2 separate regions of the Mus musculus genome follow, and region 1 is linked to region 2. Evidence: chromatin contacts called from public HiChIP or PLAC-seq data. All regions are on one chromosome and are shown on one strand. Each heading gives the region's core, a stretch centred on a gene start, on an enhancer-like site or on the middle of the called end of the contact. The rest is flanking DNA. Distances are from core to core; before and after follow the strand shown.

Region 1 (6,586 bases), core at 3,062-5,561, 780 kb before region 2:
GCAGCTGCCTCTCTGAACCTGTTTCCTAACTATACCTTTACCTGGGTGGGTGGGCGCTCTCATACACTGAACAGTGACTGGGGAACAGTCTCAATCAGGAAAACACAGATGGTGACGTCCCCACTCAGGTCCCGGCCTAGATTGCTTTCCAGGATGGCTGACCCACATCCCATCTTGACAGTACTATAGCTATCTAGTAACACCTGGAGCAGAGTGGCTACTTGCTCACAAAATCCTATCCACTGTCACATCCTCTAAATCGCTCCTTTTTGATGTGGAGAAATGGCCTGCTTGCCTCCACTTACTATCCAGCTTTAAAAGATACTTAGTGCTTCCTATACCAAGTCACTCTACTATATCACAGAGATGTAGCACATTCAGAGTCACACAGCAAGCATCAAACTCTAAGCACAAACCTACCAGTCCCACTGGTCTATAGACTTAAAGCACTGTGTTAAGGTACACAACCATTGGGCTGGAAAGATGGCTTAGTGGTTAAGAGCACTGACTCCTGCTCCAGAGGTCCTGAGTTCAATTCCCAGCAACCACAAGGTGGTTCACAATCATCTGTAATAGGATCTGATACCCTCTTCTGGTGTGTCTGAAGACAGCTACAGTGTACTTATACACATAAAATCTTAAAATTAAAAAAAGGGGTGGGGGGGAGCCGGACGTGGTGGCGCACGCCTTTAATCCCAGCACTTTCGAGGCAGAGACAGGCGAATTTCTGAGTTCGGCTACACAAAGAAACCGTCTCTTGAAAAAACGGAAAAAAAAAAAAGGGTGGGGTGGGGTGGGAGTACACACCTGTAATCACAGCATTTAGAGGCTGACACAGGAAGACTGAGATTGAAGCCAGAAGCAGACCGGGCTGCATAATAAAACCTCACCTCAAGATACAAGCAACTTGCTGAGCATGGTGGCACACATCTGAATCCCAGCACTTGAGAGGCAGAAGCAGGTGGATCTCCGTGAGTTTGAGGACAAACTGGTCTACAGAGTGAGATCCTGTACTTAAGAACAAAACAAAAAACCCCAACCCCACAAATAGAAAGACCCACTGCATTAAATTCCCTCTACTTTTGGATGACTCTTTACTCTCAAGTAAAGACACTGCGTTGCACAAATTTGTTTTAATAAGATATATACATATACACACATACACAGTCACAAACCAGCGTGACAAGTCCCCTTCTTCAGCCAGGAGAGCTCTACTACACGCAGGGGTCCTGGAGATGCTCAAGGGCCTAAGTATGACAGGTTTCACATGTGACATCCATTAGGGACACTTTAATCAGGCAAGTGGCAAGGTACACCTCAGGTGTAGACAGCCTGGGGCGTCATGCAGGCCCCGAGCTCTGCTGTACCCTCTTCATCAGCTCCTCATCCTGCATTGACAGCTCTGTCAACTTTTTGCCCATCCTCTCATGGATGTCCAAGTACTTGGATACACATCGGTCCAGACACACAGACTCGCCTTTGGACAGCTCTGCCTCCTTGTAGTGGGGAGGCACGCACTTCCGGTGGCAGGCACTGGTCATTCTGGGATTAGAGAAGAACAAGGTTGTATCAGTGACTTCCTGGAGCATCCCAGGCACCTTCAACAAGCCCAACCCTGCTGCATTGATTCTTGCCTCGTTCCCTCCGTCAAGAAAACAGCGGGAACCCCCAGTTTTCACTTCAACCACCTTGGAACGCTTTTCCAACTAAGACTCTTCTTTGAGTCATGTACAAGACTAGTTAAAGAGGAAGCACTTGCTGAACACCGGCTGTGTGCCAGGCGTCACGCTAAGGGCTAATACAGGTTCTGTCATGCAACCCTCACAGTAACCCACTGGGGCAGGCACAATCACTATCCCCACTTTACAGACGAGGAAATTAAGACACAGCTCAGTAAGAGCTGAGGGTCACACAAAGCTAGGTAGTCTGACTGCGCAGTCTGTATTTTAAAAACCATTCCAATTTGTAGTCTCCAAGACAAACCTACCGAGAGCTGCTGTCGAAAACCAGCAGATACCTGCTGGTTCCTGTATGATGTGCTAATGCTAGAGGCTTTCAGTTTAATATTGCAATGTCTTTATGGAGGGAGCAGTGCTTCTTAGGTCAGTTTTACTGATGAGTAACCAGTTATGACATTCAGCCTAAAGACACTCAGCTGCTGATGGTGCAGCAAGATGTTTCCAAACGGCTACAAGCAGTAGTTTGAAGTCAGGCTGAAGTTCTGGTCCTGACATTGCTACTGACCAGCTACAGCCCCTGAGATTATTAAACCCCTTGACACCTCAATTCCCCTGTGTTAAAATAGTACTAATAAAATTAACCCACTGATTTTCTTTCTTTCTTCCCTTTCTTTCTTTTGAGACTGGTCTCATCTATCCCAGGCTGGTTTTGAACCCACTATATAGCCAAGAATGATCCTGAACTATTTAGTCTCTGGCCTCTAACTGCTGAAATTATAGGCACCATGTCAAGATCAAACCAAGGGCATCCTGCATTCTAGACAAAAATCCTACGTTATTATATCCCCTTCTCCCTTTGAATTATTTTTAACTATTTACAAAACTGATAATGGGGGCCTGGAAAGTGGTTAAGAGAACTGACTGCTCTTGCAGAGGACCTAGGTTAGGTTCCCAGCACCCACACGGTAGCCCACAACTATCTTTGACTCCAGTTCCTGGAGATATGATGCCCTCTACTGGCCTCTGCGGGCATGCAAGCAAAACATCCATACACAGAAAACAAGTAAACAAACAAATAAATAAATTTAAAGTGATAATATATATAAAATGCTTTGCAAATGCCTAACACAGAGTTAAAGTATAATTTAGGCCGAGTGTGCACACCTTTAATCCCAGCACCCAAGAGAATGAGACAGGTGGATCTCTGAGAGTGAGGCCAGCCTGGTCTATACAGATTAAGCTGACAACCAAGGCAACACAGAGAAGCCCCATCGTGAAAAACAAGAACAAAACAACATCCACTCCATCCCCCCCAAAAAGGAAGAAAAACATTAATAAATATTAGCAACTAAATACTATTCATTACTAAATGGCTGTTCAGAAGGCTTAGGCGGCAAAGGCACTTGCTGCCAAACCAGAAGATTTGAGTTCAATCCAAGATGAGATCCTATTAAGCTGCCCTCTGACCTCCACATGTGTGGCGCTATGGCATGCATGTTGGCATTCATAAACAAACACAAAATACATAAACTACATAAACAAGGGTAAATGGGCTATCTAAGGAGAAAGAAAGATGGAAACGAGGAGAGAAGAGAAGAGAAGAGAAGAGAAGAGAAGAGAAGAGAAGAGAAGAGAAGAGAAGAGAAGAGAAGAGAAGAGAAGAGAAAGTGCTTATATGTTCTTGATACTCAGCAGAGCCTGGGCAGGAGATTCTCCATCATACACCCCTTTTATTCCCTCCAAATAGCCAACCAAGTCCTTCCAGTGACCTGTATTTACTTCAGCGAAGCACGCGGTGAGGGTGGGGCGGGATTAGGAGGGCGGGACTTGGCTCCACTACCTTATCGAAAGCATTCGTTACAAGTGCTTCACTCTGTCGGGCTAGGGGTGACTAGGGCGAGTTTTCCTAGACAAGGTGAAGCCGAGTGCTTCTCTTTACCTGTTGTACATGTCAGCCATCATCTCCACCTCCAGCTCCGCAGCCAGCTGCTGGGCTCTGAGCGGATCCATGTCAACTTAGCACCGTGGAGAGAATAGCCTCCTGGTCTTTAGTCCTAGGAGCGGACATGATCAGTCAGCATCGATCCCTCCCGGTTCACCCTAGTACCACCCCCCCGGGGGGGCTGGAGGGCGCGAGGAATTACAGTGTTTCAGACCAGCGGGGACCAATACCCCGCTCAGTAAACGTAATCAGCCCTCTTAACAGAAGTGGAGATGAGGCCCTTAAAGAGGACAGTGTCCAGCTCAAGGTCACTCGCGATGTCATGGGGCTCGGGGATGGAAACCGAGCCCTCTTAGTACCTCGAGATCACTCCTAGAGCCAGAGGATTGACAGTTGGGACGGAACACACAAAACCGTGGGTCTGAACCCATGCAGCCCCGAGAATGTGACCCTAACCACAGCCTAGGTTCCCGGGGTGGGTCTAAAGGCTGAGCCTCTGTCACGGCAATGGCATAATCAGGAATCAGGGTTACCCTGGGTATCAGACACCACGGCCCACTCACCACGGCCTGGGGCAGGTCACAGCTCCCGCAACGTCCCCAACTTCGGGTCAATAGTAAAAAGTTACCGGGTACCAAGGCAGGCGAAATAAGAAGCACGTGGGTCACTTCCGGAAGGAAGTCTAGCCTCTTCTTTGATCCGGAAGAAAACGCCGACCAGGCTGCGCTGGGAAACCGGCTACCATAGAGAAACCGACCTTAATTTGCTAGAGTGGACTCCAAAGTACCATAGAATGCTGAGTGAGTGGCAGAGCGCCGGCAGCCTTGTTAGCATTCCATCCCTCCGGTTGTCCGGGAGACGCCTGAGCGTTTGCAGTGTGGAAGAAGCTTGGCTCCCTGAACCCACCATGGAGAGCCCACGCCAGAGCGCAGACGGATCTTATGTGAAGAAAGGAGAACGTTTCCCAAAGGAGCCTGTCAATTTTGCATGTTAAAACACCTGGAGCACTTTAAAAAAAAAAAAAAAAAAAAAAAAAAAACACCTCAGCGCCCAGACGTTACCTCATACCCCTGAAATCAGAATCCCGGGGAGCAGTGTGCAACATTAACTAGTGGAGTTGCAGAGAAGATACACGATCGCTGCTCGCAGAAAAAAAGAAACATGTATAGAGATTGTCTTTATTTGCTTTTGAGGCAGGGTCCCATGGAACCTAGGCTGCTCTCTAATTTGCGGTGTAGCCGAAGATGACCTAGAACTTACGAACCTGCCTCCACCTCACTAGTGCTTCGGCTACAGATAAGCGCCATTATGCCTGACTTTTGCAATGTTGGGATGAAAACAGGACCACATGCTTAGGCAAGCACTCTATCAACTGCCCCAGTGCTGCAACATGTTTTACTGCACTTCTTTATTATAGCCCTACACATGCACAATAAATAAAGTAAGTAAATAAATAAATGTAATAATAAAAAGCATTGGGTTTATCCCTTTAAAATTTTATTAGGGCAAATTCACAACACAGAACACAGTCTAATGAACGTCATTGAATCTATCCCCAAGATTTAATAATTCTTACTATTTAGTCACATTTTCTTGATCTATTATCTTTAGCAGATGAAGTCTTTTTCCCAAAGTGCTATTTTCACATTCTCAGCTAATAGTGATGTTTTTTTCATCTCTCTTCCACAGTGCTGAAGGTTGAATCCAGGGTCTCATGCAAACCCTCCACAACTGAACTACACAGGTCATTTGATATACTATTTTTAAATTTAAATTTATTTATAAGAACATGTGTCCTTGGGCTGGAGAGATGGCTCAGTGGCTAAGAGTACTGACTGCTGTTCCAGAGGTCTTGAGTTCAATTCCCAGCAACCACAAGGTGACTCACAACCATCTGTAATGGAATCCAGTGCCTCTTCTGGTGTGTCAGAGCTACAGTGTACTCATAGATACAGAAAATAAATATATTGAAGAAGGAGGAGGAGGAGCCCATGGTAGGATCAAAGGAGGTCAAAGGACAACTGATTCTCGCAGCAACCAGAGTGATGTAAAAAACAAACAAACAAACAAACAAACAAAAAAAAACCCTACAACTGGATCATGTCACTCACCCCCTAGATGCTGCAGTAGTTTCTCATCATGGAGAAAGCCAAAGTCTTCTCAATAGCTTATAAGACCCTGCACTGCTTCTCTCCATGATGTGATCCATCCCCTGAGAAGAGCAAACTATAGGACAAATGGCTTACCTTGGCTTTTGGTTCACTCTATTCCACTGCGTCAAGGAAGGCATTGTGGCAGGAATGGGAGGCAACTGGTCATAGCATGTCCATAGCCAAGACACACAGAAGAATGCTAGTACTCAGCTCACTTTGGCCTCTTTATTCAGTCAGCTAGCCCAGTCCATGGCACATTGCTAGATACATATAGGGTGGGACTTCCTACCTCTGTTAACCCAATATAGAATTATCTCATGGACTTGCCTAGAGGTTTATCTTCTAAGTGGTTCTAGATCCTGTAATTAGATAATCAATGTGAGCCAGGACAAATTCCACATGATTCACCAACCCTATTTTCTTACTTTTACTTCCAACTACTCTCCTGCTGCAGTGCTTTGCCGGGCCATGCTGATACCCTCTCTATCAAATGCATCAAGCATACTCCCTTCTTCCTAGTTACTGTTCTCTGCCGGGGATGCAGGTGCTCCTCGCTGGCACAAGTTTACATCCCAAACTTGAGGTCTTTGTTCCTATATCACTTGCCGTATCTACAAGTATATTCTCCTCCCTACAAAACAAGCAAAAATAAAGACAAAGTCCTATTGCTTGCACCACTTCACCTTATTTTATAGAGCCTGTCACATCTAATGTAGTGCATATTTTACTTGTTGATGAGATGACTAACTCATCACACTCAAATGATCTCTGTTGGCCTGTTTTCTCTTGTGTTCAGTGTCATTGTCTCCAGC
Region 2 (6,470 bases), core at 1,703-4,202:
GGGGCATAGCACGTCTCCAAGTGTTTCACATTATAAAACATTAAAGGTTTTCTACTTTCATCATATTAAAAAACTTCTACCTGTTTTTTCTTTTTTATTAGAGAACAATTTGTTTTTATTGCTTTTTTTTTTTAATCTGTTTATCTGTTACTGTAGGTGTATAAATGTTTTGCTTGCATCTCTGATGCCTGCAGAAGTCAGAAGTGGAAGTTGGATCCTCTGGAATTGGAACTATGAATGGCTGTGGACCAGCATATGGGTGCTGGGAACTGAACCTAGACCCTCTGCAAGTGCAATAAATGTTTTCAACCACTACACCATCTCTCATCCACCACTATACCATCTCTCAAGCACTGAATTTTTTACTGCTATTATTGTTATGATTTCTTCCTTTTGACGGATTATAATTATATTTTCCTCCTTTTTTTCTCCCTCCAAGCCCCTCCTTGAATTCTTTCAAATCTATGGACCCTTTTTTTCATTATTTGTTGCTATATGATACATTAGGAATTCTCTCTATAAGTAATAGAAACTATTCTAACCCAGTCAGATAGATGTTTAAGTTTTAGAAATTTAAACATAACATAATTTTTCAAATTTTCTTATCACGAGAACTATGAAGTAAGAATATTGCATGAATAAAATTTAATATTTGATTTTTAAAATTCAATCTGAACTCAATAACCCATATGGAATCCCATATTTTAAAATCACTTTGATACAAATAAATGAATGACTATGGGCTAGTAAATCATAATTTGAATGACTGTTTACATGCAAAGTAACACTGAGATGACTATTTTATGTGATTCTGCGGGTAGTTAAGTTAGCTGTTTAATTTTGACTTAAAAATAAAAGGTAAAATGTCTTAACAACATCTAGCTCTTTCTAACTTGTGAATGCCTTCAACACAGGAATGGTGTAATACAGACCTTTAATGACTGCCTGGCACAAGGCTTAATAATTATGTTCAAACAAAACAAAATTTTAAATTGATAGGACTGACCAAAACGTAACATAAGCACTTAGAGAGTGCCTATAATATAGTGCACACTCTTAAGTGTAAACTGATTTTAGTGAAAAGTGAAAGAAGCATGTGGGAAGACATAGCAAGAGCTCCACAGCTCTGGCTGGCAGATGTGGGAGGTGCAGAGCCAGTGAGAGGCCACTATCACAACAGTACAACCCAAATCTACAATGTCCTGTAATATAAAAGGCAGCAGTATAACACAAACGAGAACCAACAATGCCAAGGCATGCTGACTGGGCCATCAATATCAGAGGCACTTGATGTGATCATTAATATGGAGACTTTGAGACTCCAATAAGATCTTCTGGTAACAGCTGTCATTGAATTTGTATGTTTTTAACAAGACCCTCAGACAATTTTCATAGAAACTTCAACTTGAAAATCACTTGCTAAACCCTTATAAGCTGCCTTTAAATTTTCTCCATGATTTATATAAAATCTTAGAAAGTCTACTTTATTTAAAAACAAAAACAAAAACTGTTGAAGCCGGGCAGTGGTGGTGGACGCCTTTAATCCCAGCACTTAGGAAGCAGAGGCAGGCAGATTTCTGCATTCGAGGCCAACCTGGTCTACAAAGTGAGTTCCAGGACAGCCAGGGCTATACAGAGAAACCCTGTCTCAAAAAAACAAAACAAAACAAAACAAAAAAACAAAGCAAAACAAACAAACAAACAAAAAACCTGTTAATAGTTTTCACTATTAAGTGGAAATGGTAATACCCACTTCATGAATTAAATAAAATAACATGTTAAGTTTTTTGCACATTTTCTAGTGCATGATGAATCAAATATTAGTTAATATTAATAAGCTAGAAATAGAACTGGACATCTATAGGTGTCAAGCCTGTAATCGCTGTCAGACTGTGCACACAATGTGCTGATTCAACACTGTAATTGGATGTATTGACATGGTTCTTTATAGGCTATTCAAAATTGTCCATCAAAAAGCCAGTCATAGATGGATGGCTCTATTAGTAAAGTTCTTGGCTCACACGTAGGAGGACCTAAGTTGGATCCGTAGAGACCATGTAAAAGGCCAGACATGTTGGCATATGCTTATAATTCCAGCTGTTGGGAAACTGAGATGGGCAGATTCCTGAAGCCTGTTTGGCAAACAGTCTAGCCTACTTGGTACAGGTTTGGGCCAATGAAAGATGCTGTCACAAACAAATAATAGAAAGTGCCTGAAAAATGACACCCACATTTATTTTCTACATTCTAGATGTATATGAACACACCTGTATGTGAACACACACATACATATGAACACATATAAACACAGCACACACACATACATATAAACACATACCAACAGAGATACACACACACAAAAAGGTAATCACAAAAGACTACAGCTTAATTATTTTAATTATTTGGAATAACCTCCAGTAAGGGTCAATAAAGAGTTGGGAAAAGTCAAACCCAAGAGAAATGTACTGCCAACACCCTGGAGATGATTGCAGCGAAGATAAATACAAAACATGCAAAATAGCATTGTGAAGATGTGTGACTCAGTTATTTCTGTATTAAATCATCATCCGTCGATCTAGGCTATTCATGATAACTCAGTATATCCACTTCTCCACAGAAAACCCAGCAAGCACCAGCGTGACCAGGCGATAGGAGTTAAAGCTACCAGTGATGAGTCATGCTGACGACACTCAGCCCACTCGATGTAATGGAATAGGGTACTTGGCTTCTGTGAAATCCTTTACAGAAACTAATGACTCCAAAGTGATAAGGACCAAAGCACCATAAAATTTTGGGAAGCTTTCTGTGAAATCCATCAGCCAATACACCTTGAAACAGTGAGCATCAAGAAAAACAAGTCTGCGAATTGTTACAGGCTTGAGAAACAGAGGAGACTTAGTAACTGGAAACTGGTGGGAGATCCTGCATGGAGTTTCACAGTAGGAAATAGAGAGGTGTGACATTTCAAGGCCAGAGCTTGGTTTGTAGATCCTTAGTCCTGCAGATTCATTAGAGTTGTGTAAGATGTCAACAAAAGAGGGAACTGGCTTAAGGGCGGACAAGATGCTCTTACTGCAGTTGCAGCTTTTCTATGAATCTGAAAGTAGCCCAAAGTAAAAGGGCTTAACCTTAAAAGGTCTTCTTCAGCTCAACAGCTGAAAATAGGGACCATCAAGCAGTGGAGAGATGGAAATATGGGTTAAGATTCCAGCATGACCTTCTATTCTAAAAGCTTCCAGTATAAACATCTGGACTTTGGATAAATTATTATAGATGTGGTTTTAAGTAAACCATCTTTTACATTATATTTTACTGATACATAAAGTTATACACATTAACAGGGTAGAGTATAACATTCAACGTGTACATAATGTTTAAATCAAATCAGACATATTTATCTTTTTCAACTATTTATTATTTTTTCATGGTAAAAAACTTGCAAAATCTTTCTAATTTTATAGCTTATTTCTGTCATCCTCAGTTAACATATGTTTATTAGCATATCAGTACTCTTTATAACTAAGTTTGTGTGTGTGTGTGCAAGCATGCTCATACATGTGTTTCAATTACTGGAGACTAAATCCATGAATTTATGTGTGTTTGTTTGCCAGGAGGCACTCGTGAACATCAAAGCCCACCAAGGAACCATTTCCAGTGTAATAGCATTAGGGTCTCTTTATTACAAGCTCAGGCCTGGGCTCTCCTCTAACCCAATCCTGACACAGCAGGATGGGAAGGGAAGGCAGAGCAGCCTGGAACCCTCAGCAGGAGAAGGTTTTATAGAAAATGGAAGTAAATGGGGGGGCGGGGGGTCCATCCTAGCAAGTATCTAATTGAATGTCTATTGTAAGCTGACAGGTGGGTGCTCTAAAGCAAGACTGAATACAATCACAGTCTGAAGGTACATCTGAAGCAATCAGACTAATCTTTGATTAACTGTTGCTAAGAAGTAGCTAGGGAGTAACTTTGGCCAAGGACAAGCCATGGTATCCTTCCTGGTACATGGGTGTAGCTTGAGTTCTGCTGCAGGTCAAATTTTCAGGCTTCATTAATTTCTTTAAGATGGGGGCCAGTCCCAAGATGGAGTAGATTTGGCCTCTCAAGTTAAGCAACTGCTGTAATACTGAACTATATTCTCATCCCTAGCCAACTGTAGCATAATACCACTGATCAAGCTCATCTTTCTATGTTTGGCTTACTTGAGCTTATAAAAGTTAAGATTCTTATGATATCTAAAACAAAATATATACTAAAGATAATTTTTAAATGATAGTAATACTTTGACTGTTAAAGAAAAATTTGTTTAACCGTGAACTGAATTTCATTTGAATTTGTTTTCAAAATGCTGATTACCTTTTCAATGACAGAAGCCCCCGCCATGTGCTCAGTGATTAAACTTCATCAGCAATTGACAACACCTCCTTTTACTGCTATTAAAAAGATAAATAAAGAGATGTCCGACCCAGGAGGAAGCATTTTAAATTCAAGTACTTTAATCTTTTACAGATGAAATATACGAATATAATTATGTCCTTTTATAATTCCAATGAATGATACGATAAGAAAGGACTCAACAGAAAAATACAGATTGTATGGACAGATATTTCACAGAAAGGTAATTTCACAGGCTTATAATATATAAAAAGACACTTAATCACATCAGTGTTCAAATATAATTGGCAAAAAGTCCTGCAGATAGATGCGTTAAGCTGAAGCAAGAGAACAAATTCCTAGCTCCATCTCCCTGACCCAGACAAGCTGCAGCCTGTGATCTTTGCCAGATTAGTAGTGTGGAAGAACATCTGGGATGAGGACATGATCCAGGGCTTTGGGCACAACCCAAAGTTTCTGTGCTCATCAAACATAGGGTCAGTGTTTCCTCTACAGGGGGAAGTTTACAGTGCAGATTAGTGAGTGCATACTACACACATTGTTGGACCAAAAATATTGATTGAGCAACTGATTATGTCAATGATGGCCCCAACAACGTAACCCAATAACTCCAGGTCACACGAAAAGACTATACAAAAAATAAAGACACGTTACATCTGAATCTGCTACCAACTCTTTACTGCTCAAAAGACAAGTGCCCAAGAAAAGCCATCATCAAGGAGGCAAGGTATTTCTCCTGCTCAAATATTCAGTTCTTTCATTGCACTTCCATCTAAATCTGTTACTAAAAATATTCTGCTCCATCAACCATTTCAAGTACTGATACCAAAGACATAGTGTGTCTGATTGAATATCCTGGAGAGTACATTGAAATCTAGTTATGCAAAGTAAACTTCAGCTATCAGTCAGATAAGCACATTGTACTGGCTAGTTTTATGTCAACTTGGCACAAGCTAGCATCATCAGAGACAAGGGAGATTCCACTGAGAAAATGCCTCCATAGAATCAGACTGTAGGCAAGGCTGTAGGACATTTTCTTAATTAGTGATTGATAGGGGAGGGCCCAGACTATTATGAGTGAGAGTACTCCAAGGATGGTGGCCCTGGGTTTTACAAGAAAGCAAGCTGAGCAAGCTGTGAAGAGCAAGCCAATAAGAAGCACCCCTTCATGACCTCTGCATCAGCTCCTGCCTCAGTGTTCTTGTCCTGCTTGAGTACCTGATCTGACTTCTTTAATGATGAACTATAATATAGAAGCGTAAGACAAATAAATCCTTTCCTCCTGGAGTGACATTTTAATTACAGTAATAATAATCCTAACTTTTGCTTTATAGTTAGGGTTACTTTATTTTATAATCGACCATAATCTTAGTCAATTAAATTTGTAGTCTATCAAACAGACATCACAGGGGAAAATACAAGAAAAATTTAGGCATTTATCACTCTGTTAATCCATTGAAATAAAACTACACAGAAAATTTCTTGATGGCTACAAAAATCTCTCTTCACAGCCAAGTAAATTAGGCTTCACAAACCAATCCAGAGAAGAGATATTGTTTTACTTCATTCTTTTTTTCATTTTAAATCTAAGAAATAGAACCCACTTTTTCATGTCTCAGTGACACCCTCTAGGATCCTACAAAGGCTTTTTCTTATAATTGGTCAACTGCTATATAATGACTATTGAACATTAAACAAAAATGTATTCAGTTCTCCATATTCTCCAGCATGTTAGATTTTATTTAACCAAGTACCAAGAGTCATAAGCAGTATAAAAATAATGATATTCCAGATTCTGATTTTGTTTAGAGACCTGGGATAGCCAAGATGGTGAAAGGATACCATGTAAGTTGTGGTGTTGAGCATGCTCTTTAGAGAAGGGAATCATCACTAAAAACTGCATCTCTCAGTTCACTTCTACCCAAGCATGACCCCACCTTGTTCTCAAGCTTGAAAACTATCCTGTCTATTTCACAAAGACAGAGTGAAATAAGCCTAAAAGTTAGATTAAGGCTGAACTATGCTTATAAAGTAAATGTAAACCGTTTTCCTTCACTTTTACTATTCCCTCATTACTA

What was found. HiChIP or PLAC-seq counts read pairs in DNA pulled down with a chosen protein or histone mark.
Region 1: a contact with region 2 is called in an H3K4me3 HiChIP or PLAC-seq map of bone marrow-derived macrophages, with 2.9 times the contacts expected there. The contact joins the promoter of Timm10 here to the enhancer-like site in region 2. A contact is called at or near these places in 3 of 39 promoter capture datasets (the HPC-7 cell line, cranial neural crest and neutrophils), 1 of 115 datasets of contacts at active chromatin or transcription factors (bone marrow-derived macrophages) and 1 of 9 other capture datasets (macrophages).

The regions. Positions count from the first base shown.
Region 1 is chr2:84,824,746-84,831,331 of GRCm38.p6, reverse strand. It overlaps Timm10 (translocase of inner mitochondrial membrane 10), which reads right to left and starts at 4,311. Exons shown (of 3, transcript NM_013899.2): 1 at 4,185-4,311; 2 at 3,619-3,733; 3 at 1,119-1,542. The coding sequence starts at 3,689. The coding sequence ends at 1,341. It also overlaps a transcript of Smtnl1 not described here.
Region 2 is chr2:84,045,138-84,051,607 of GRCm38.p6, reverse strand. No RefSeq gene overlaps it. Among named protein-coding and RNA genes, the nearest start is that of Zswim2, 110 kb to the right of the region's middle. Within about 2 kb of position 2,952, at least 10 of the 459 cell types and tissues checked have an H3K27ac peak or open chromatin away from gene starts, as enhancers often do. A contact at or near this core is called in bone marrow-derived macrophages, where this site is marked.